Linked DNA regions of Zea mays: region 1 is linked to region 2. The links are chromatin contacts, called in public Hi-C maps. All regions are on one chromosome and are shown on one strand. The core of a region is the stretch at or near the end of the contact, and the rest is flanking DNA. Distances in the headings are between cores, read along the strand shown. Region 1 has its middle 5.2 kb from the start of LOC109940152. Region 2 holds the start of LOC100278717.

The links. Hi-C and Micro-C count contacts between places; a contact is called where the count stands out from the background.
Region 1: a contact with region 2 is called in a Hi-C map of endosperm, with 2.8 times the contacts expected there. The contact joins the enhancer-like site here to the promoter of LOC100278717 in region 2. A contact is called at or near these places in 6 of 25 Hi-C or Micro-C datasets (bundle sheath, ear, endosperm and 2 more) and 1 of 3 datasets of contacts at active chromatin or transcription factors (leaf).

Annotation. Positions count from the first base shown.
Region 1 is chr6:69,989,943-69,993,271 of Zm-B73-REFERENCE-NAM-5.0, forward strand. No RefSeq gene overlaps it. Among protein-coding and RNA genes, the nearest start is that of LOC109940152, 5.2 kb to the right of the region's middle. Within about 2 kb of position 1,254, at least 19 of the 20 cell types and tissues checked have an H3K27ac peak or open chromatin away from gene starts, as enhancers often do. A contact at or near this core is called in bundle sheath, ear, endosperm and 2 more, where this site is marked.
Region 2 is chr6:69,490,004-69,493,362 of Zm-B73-REFERENCE-NAM-5.0, forward strand. LOC100278717 reads right to left here and starts at 1,910. Exons shown (of 1, transcript NM_001151902.2): 1 at 922-1,910. The coding sequence starts at 1,801. The coding sequence ends at 1,061. LOC103629392 (protein CYCLOPS) reads left to right here. Exons shown (of 10, transcript XM_023300342.2): 10 at 1-383. The coding sequence ends at 114.

The DNA of each region.
Region 1 (3,329 bases), core at 4-2,503, 500 kb after region 2:
GCCCAAATGATGGTAACACAACAAATGGCAAACATGGTTACCGAAATGCAAAATCAGATAAGGCAAGAACGCCAAGAAATACGTCAGGACCGGCTGGAGATACGTCAAGAAATGAGGCAAGCATGGTTGGAAAGACAACAACAAGAACAACGCCCACTACCTCCACCACCACCACCAGCTCCACCAAGCTACATAAACACACACACATATATATACTACTATTTGTAAGATCCAAGTGTTATTTTAGTTAGTAGTTGGTACGATACTATGTTAGGAGGAATAATAAGGTCTAATTGACCCCATGTGTTGCTAATAAATTATGCATCATGCTGAGATTTTGTTTGTGCATATGTTTTGAGATAACATAGTTATACACCCATTTCTTACAAACCTCGAGGACGAGATTTCTGTTAATGGGCTAGGATTTGTAAGGCCAAAATTTGTATAAGAAAAAAAGAATAATAATAAAATAAATATATGAAGGAATAAAATAGAAAATTCAGTGATCTCAAATTATACTTGAGCGTTGAAAATTGAGAACTGAATTTTGGAAACCAAGAATTATTTTAGAAAAGTAATAGAAAAACTTTCTATTCAACTAAATGATTATGCATTTCATTAAATGATGCACCATAAGCATTTAGTTACATGAATATTTAATTTTAAAGTAACTTTAAACTCATATCCCGTAATCAAAATACCATTTTCCCAAGAAGAAAGGAACTATATGAGTGTGTCTCATATTTCAAACATTTATGAAACAAATGAATTAATTAGAATAAATAGAGGTCTAATACACCATGATTGATTTTAAGTGGGTATTAAAGTTGAGTTCTTAAACTTTATCTCATATTGGAATTTGAATTATGTAAATTAAAAAAATAATATGAGAATAAAATAATGAGATGAGAATTGGGATTTAACCCAAAGGTACAATTTTGGAATAAAAAAAGAGAAAGAAAATATTGTATAAAATAGAGAAAATAAATATATAAATAAAATATTTTATTCCTACTGATATTTGAATGTGAGCGGTTAACTCAAGTATGAATCTCACACCTAAAGTTGAATTAAAATTGGAAATCAAAAAATGGAAAAGAAAAGAAGGAATACAAAAGAAAAAGGGAAAAGAAACCTAACTGGGCCGCCACCCGCGTTTTGGCCCACTTGGCCTTTCCTTTTTCCCCTGCGCACGGCCCAACTCCCGCTCTCTACGTACCGGCGCCGACAAGGGTGGCCCACCTACCAGCCACCACACGACTGCTTGCGGCACGGTTGCTGCAACACACTGGCGCGTGGGCCCGGTACCACTGTAGCTCTTCCTTCCCACTCCCCGCGTATGGCGCTGGCGGCGCACCTGCTCGCGCGAGATCCTCGGATCAGCTGACCACGAGTCTCGTGGAATCGACCTACCGAACGTCGTGGGGAGATAAAGGACACCGTACCCTCACTTTCCCTCTCTACCCACCCAGACGCCTCGCGACCAGAGAAGGGCGGAGAAGGAGAGTGGAGCCACCGCGAGGAAACTCCGAAGTCGACGGCACCCAAGCCTTTGGTATTGCGCCCAACGTCCTCTGCAAGACCGAAGAAGGGAGGTGGTGGCCGTGCCACTTGGAATTCGTCACCAGCGCCGCTCTAATTACTCGTCGGAGTCACGCCCTCGCCGCCAACTCAATCCGCGCCGTGTCCAGACCTCCCACAGCGTGAGCACCGGTATGTGATAGTTTTTTTTGGTTCATCGCGTAGTCAGAATGGTAGATCACCTTATAATTGGAGTCGTGCCGCTGTAGTTTGGGCGGAATGCCTCGCCGGCCTTCGCAGATCCACCGTGGGTCACTAGATACCATGGGTAGATTCCTTACCGCGACGATTTGGCGTCGGAACGACCTAATTACGGTCGCTACCTCACGTGGTGCGAGTAGGAGTAGTTCATTTCGGAGTTCGGGCGCCGTGGCGGAGCGTGGCCGCCGCTCCGGCGAGCCTCCGTCGTGTGGGGCGGTTTGGTGCGACTGCTGTGCGGGGCGACGGGGGGAAGAAGTTGTGGTGGCTGTCGATCCGTAGATAGACGAATGAGATTAGAAGGGAGATGTACCGGTTCGACTCATTAAAATGGGACCACCAGATTGGAATCCACAGGCATAGGATTGATCACAGTCACACTAAATTCAGGACATAGATCTTGGAGCCTGGGCTCGGGTTGCGTACCGATTCGAACGCGGCCAGATTTAATCGTGGCCCTCAGTTTCAATCAAACGGCCAAGATCGCGCAATACCCCTTCGTCCGTTCATTTTGCGAATAAGACCCTAGTTTTTTACTAAATAAACCCACGTCCACTGCGTGGGTAAACTGAGTCTTAGGAAAACATACATCGGGACCCCTGAACTTCTCTGTATTAGTGCGCCTAGTCCAGGAAGTTAGGAAATCAGATAAATGGAATTAGAAAATGATTTTTAATGCAAAAATAAATGCTAGAATTTGTTTCATTCATAGAAAATTCATATGAAGTCCAAATTAATCCATTCCAATTCCTATAATTTTGTAATATTATTGTTTATCAGTTAGTACCACTATTTTGACATGAAAGTCAAATTAAAATTTATATCCTATTTAATCTTGTACAAAACACATAGAATCTTTGGAAATTCATAACTTAAAATCTATAACTCCAAAATTAATGATTCCTATTCCTATGATATTATTTTAATGTGTAGATTATAATTATGTATTTTTTTACATGTTTGGTGTGATGTTACTTTCCTCTTTATATTATGCATGTTTGTATTGTGGCGAGTAGAAGAGCTAGTGGCTGAGGATTCTGGTGTTCAGTATATAGAAGTTGCTGAGCAGGAGCTCATTGAAGGCAAGTTGTGCCCTTGACCACATTTATTACCCAATAATGTTCTTTATTATCACTATTCAATACATAGGTTTAATTTTGATGGGACCCAATAGGTCACCCTAGTCTGTTTATCCTTTTTACCTTGTTTACCTCTGAATCATTTGGTCATGTCAAGATTATTACATTATTTTAATTGGAACATGGATCTTAACTTGAGAAACACGTGCCCCCACAAGGGTGGAATAGGACGCCCTTGGCTGACTAATTAGGAAAGCTAGTGGAAGACTACCTTATCCGAAAGGGGCAAGGCCAGTAGGGGAGTTGCATGTAGGGAGGTTCTCGGGTTGATTTAGCTGCGATGGCGGTCAGACGAGGGATTCTTGCAAGTGCTCTTCCCATAAACTGTAGCGGGTTTTCGAAAGCTAGTGGAACTTTGTAAAGGCCTTGTAGTGGATCCCTAGCCATTCACCTCGGTAGTGTCTAAGGGTC
Region 2 (3,359 bases), core at 660-3,159:
TCAGAGCAGACCAAGCAGATCGAGGAGCTTCAACAGAAGAACGAGGACTTGGCCGAAGAGAAGGAGCGGTTGCTGGAAGAGATCGAGAGAATTGTCTCCGACCCCAACACTTGAGCACCCAATCTCCTTTTTTTTTGGGTAACTTATTTTTGTGTACTAATAGAGTTAGGCTTGAAATGGTCCTTGATACAAATACGTACAGTCCAGCAGGGCAGCAAGAATTAAGTGCTGGCCTAAATGTATCACCATTCTTTCCTTGTTATCACAAGTTTAATGTATATTAATACCAACAAGCAAAGGGATCAGGGATTACAGTTTACTTCCTTTGACTTGTATCTTGAACTAATTACAGTATGAAATGGAGCCCAAAAAGGGTGGTAGCATCTTGGCCTCTTGGGTATTAGAACATGAACTACATTATGGTTGACCCAAGTTTCAGTATACAAAGACAGCACCACATATAACAAAGAGCAGGAACAACTTTCATTTCAAGGTTGTTTCAGAGATAGAAACAACCACATTTCATCATGACCCCAGTATTGTATGGTATGTATGTGCTTGAAGCCATAGTTGTGTCACTGTAGCAAACTAGCACCTCAGACATGAGAGCGTCTTCCCAAGCTGGCCAAGCATGAGTTTCAGGTAAGGTGGAGTGAGGAAGATTAGAGGGGATTTTCTTATATTTAATTTTGAATATAAAACAATTTAATCTCCTGCAGTCCCCCACTAACCAAAGCCCTTAGGGGCTTGTTTAGATACTTTATTCACTTCAATACACATGAATTTAAGGGGACTGTGGTATCCAAACATAACATAGCATAGATGGTTTAAACTTGAGAAATATGACAGTCCCAAAATGCAATATGTTCATAAAATTCAAAGGATTACACAAAGATATCCATCAATTCGACTCCCATTTCAGATATAACCATCAATTCGATTCCATTTCATCATCGTTTCAATCCAGCAGTAGACACCCAACCACACAATACATTTTCAGGACTCCACGATCGCCAAGAAACAGATCAGGAACTAGAGCAGCACATACGGCGACCACCACTCAGTGCTTATTCCTCGGCGAGGTCCTCCTTGACCCAGCCGCCGACAAGGGCGCCGCGGCTGTTGCAGCAGCCTTCCTCTTTGGCGACAACCTCGCCGGCGCCCCAGCAGCGGGTACAGAAGCCTTCCTCTTTGGCGAAGCCCTCGGCACGGTAGCCTTCCTCTTTGTTGACGTCGTCGCCGGCGTCGCGGCACCCGGCTTCTGCTTGCTCTCCAACACCAGCTGCTGCTGCTGCTCCGCGGCGATGCGGTCGAACTCGTCGCTGAGCTTCCTCGCGCGCCTCTTCTTGGCGGCGGTGACGATGGCCGCGAGGGGCTCGTCCTCCTCCGACTCGCCGGACCCGTCGGAGTCCTCGTCGTCGTCGACAAGCTCACGCTTCAGGGCCCGCTCCCGCGCCGCCACCTCCTGCTCGTCCTCGGAGTCGCCGCTGGAGGCGTCGTCGTCGGACCCAAGCGCGGCGAGCGAAGCCGGCATGTGGCCAGCGGCGCGGGCCTTGGCCTTGGCCTTGACCCTGGCATCGCGGTGCGCGCGGCGGCGGAGCTTGTCGACGGAGCCCTCGATGCGGCCCTGCAGGCGGAGGCGCTTCACGCTGATGCCGCCCATGGACCAGTGCGCTTCGCGCGCCCACTCGAGCAGCGGGTCGGTGACGGACGCCGGCGGGTCCACGCGGTCGCCCGGGAAGAAGCGCGGCCTCGGCAGGCCGCTGCCGTAGAACCGGCCGGGCCCGAGCGCCACCACCATACTGGACTGTCCCTCTCGGTTAGTTGTGGCTCTGTCGCTCTAGCGTAGATCTGCCCTCTCTCTCTCTCTCTCTCTAGATCTCTGTAATTGCGAACGTGGCGTGGTCTGTGGAGGAGAGAGGAATCGTGAGGGAGTTTATAGGAGAAGAGGAAGCGCGGCGGGAAAGGATAGGCGAGTTTGGCGCCAAGAAAATGGCGGTAAAATGCTCGAGGGGAAATTGGATGATCGGGCGGGCGCGGGAGGGAAAGCCGCATCGTGTGAATGGGCGCGGGGGAAATGGCGGGAGCCCACTGCTTTCCGCGCGGCGCTGACGGCAGGGCCCCACCGGCCCGCTGCACTTCTGTTCCCACGAACACACGGCCCGGTTGGAGACGGAGTTGAATGCTTGCTTCTCTTTCCATGTAGATTTTTACATGCGTTATTTATGCATGTAGAAACATGTAGATTTTGTTTTTTGAAATTTGTTTTTACGATTTATTTGTATATTATCGATTACATTATTTTTAGTATAATTATCTATTGAGCTTTCAACTTTGTCCAGCTTTACTCCTCTGACGTGGCGCTAATTCAGTAAACCTATCATCGGAATTATCAAAGGTGTGTAAAACAAACTAATTTAAAAAATTGGGATTTTTGTAGCTCAGGGAGAAAAAATAGGGTGACTACGATTGATGAGAAAGAATTGGAGCTTTTTTCCTCAATAATTAGAGATCGGGTGAGATGCTCTGCAGCCCAGTTAGTAGAGTACATGATCCAGCTTGACTGGTGGCTTTAGCGTGCCTTTTTTGCTGGACCGGCCCAGTGGTCATCGGTGAAGATACGGCCCATCCAAGGACTCCTTTTCGTGCAGATACTCTTTTTTGGGGGGAAAAAGAAAAAGAAAAATGGCTGATGTTTCAAAGTTGGTTTTGTGCAAGTGCAGATTTATGGATTCGTCCATGGAGATTGAATGTAACCACATTTTCTATCAGATTCTAAACTGCCAGGAAGACTCGTGCATACATAGCATTGTCCCCCAAAAAAAACATGTCAACTCATTAAAAAACAGCAAGCTAGTCTATTGATATAAATCGTCCAGCAATACACAAGAATATAGATGTAAAGTCTTTTTTTAAAAAAAATATATCAGATGAGATGAAACGATTGTTTTGAAACTTAGTACATAAATGGTAAAAAGGTTATTTTGACCTATCAGTTGCACGATTTGTACCTATCAGTTAATTCATTTGCACCTGATACGTTGTAGAAAGAGGCATGTCAATTCAAGCCTAGCCGTTGCATTGATTCAAAGACGGGACATGCACATGCTTAGGATAAGTTTAACAATGGGAGAAAAATGATGACACGTTGCTGACTGTAAAGCATATACGAGCCAAGGTAATCATGGCACCTAAACAAATCACACCGGCGTTAATAATGTTGCAATCCACAGCCCATCGCCTCGCGTTCATCGACTACAGCGCCCGCTGTGATGAAATTATTGTCAGAAGCTAACGTAGGTTGGTCGATCGCACCGCAACCAGATCAAAGGCGACGTAATTAGAAGTTTCTAATATAA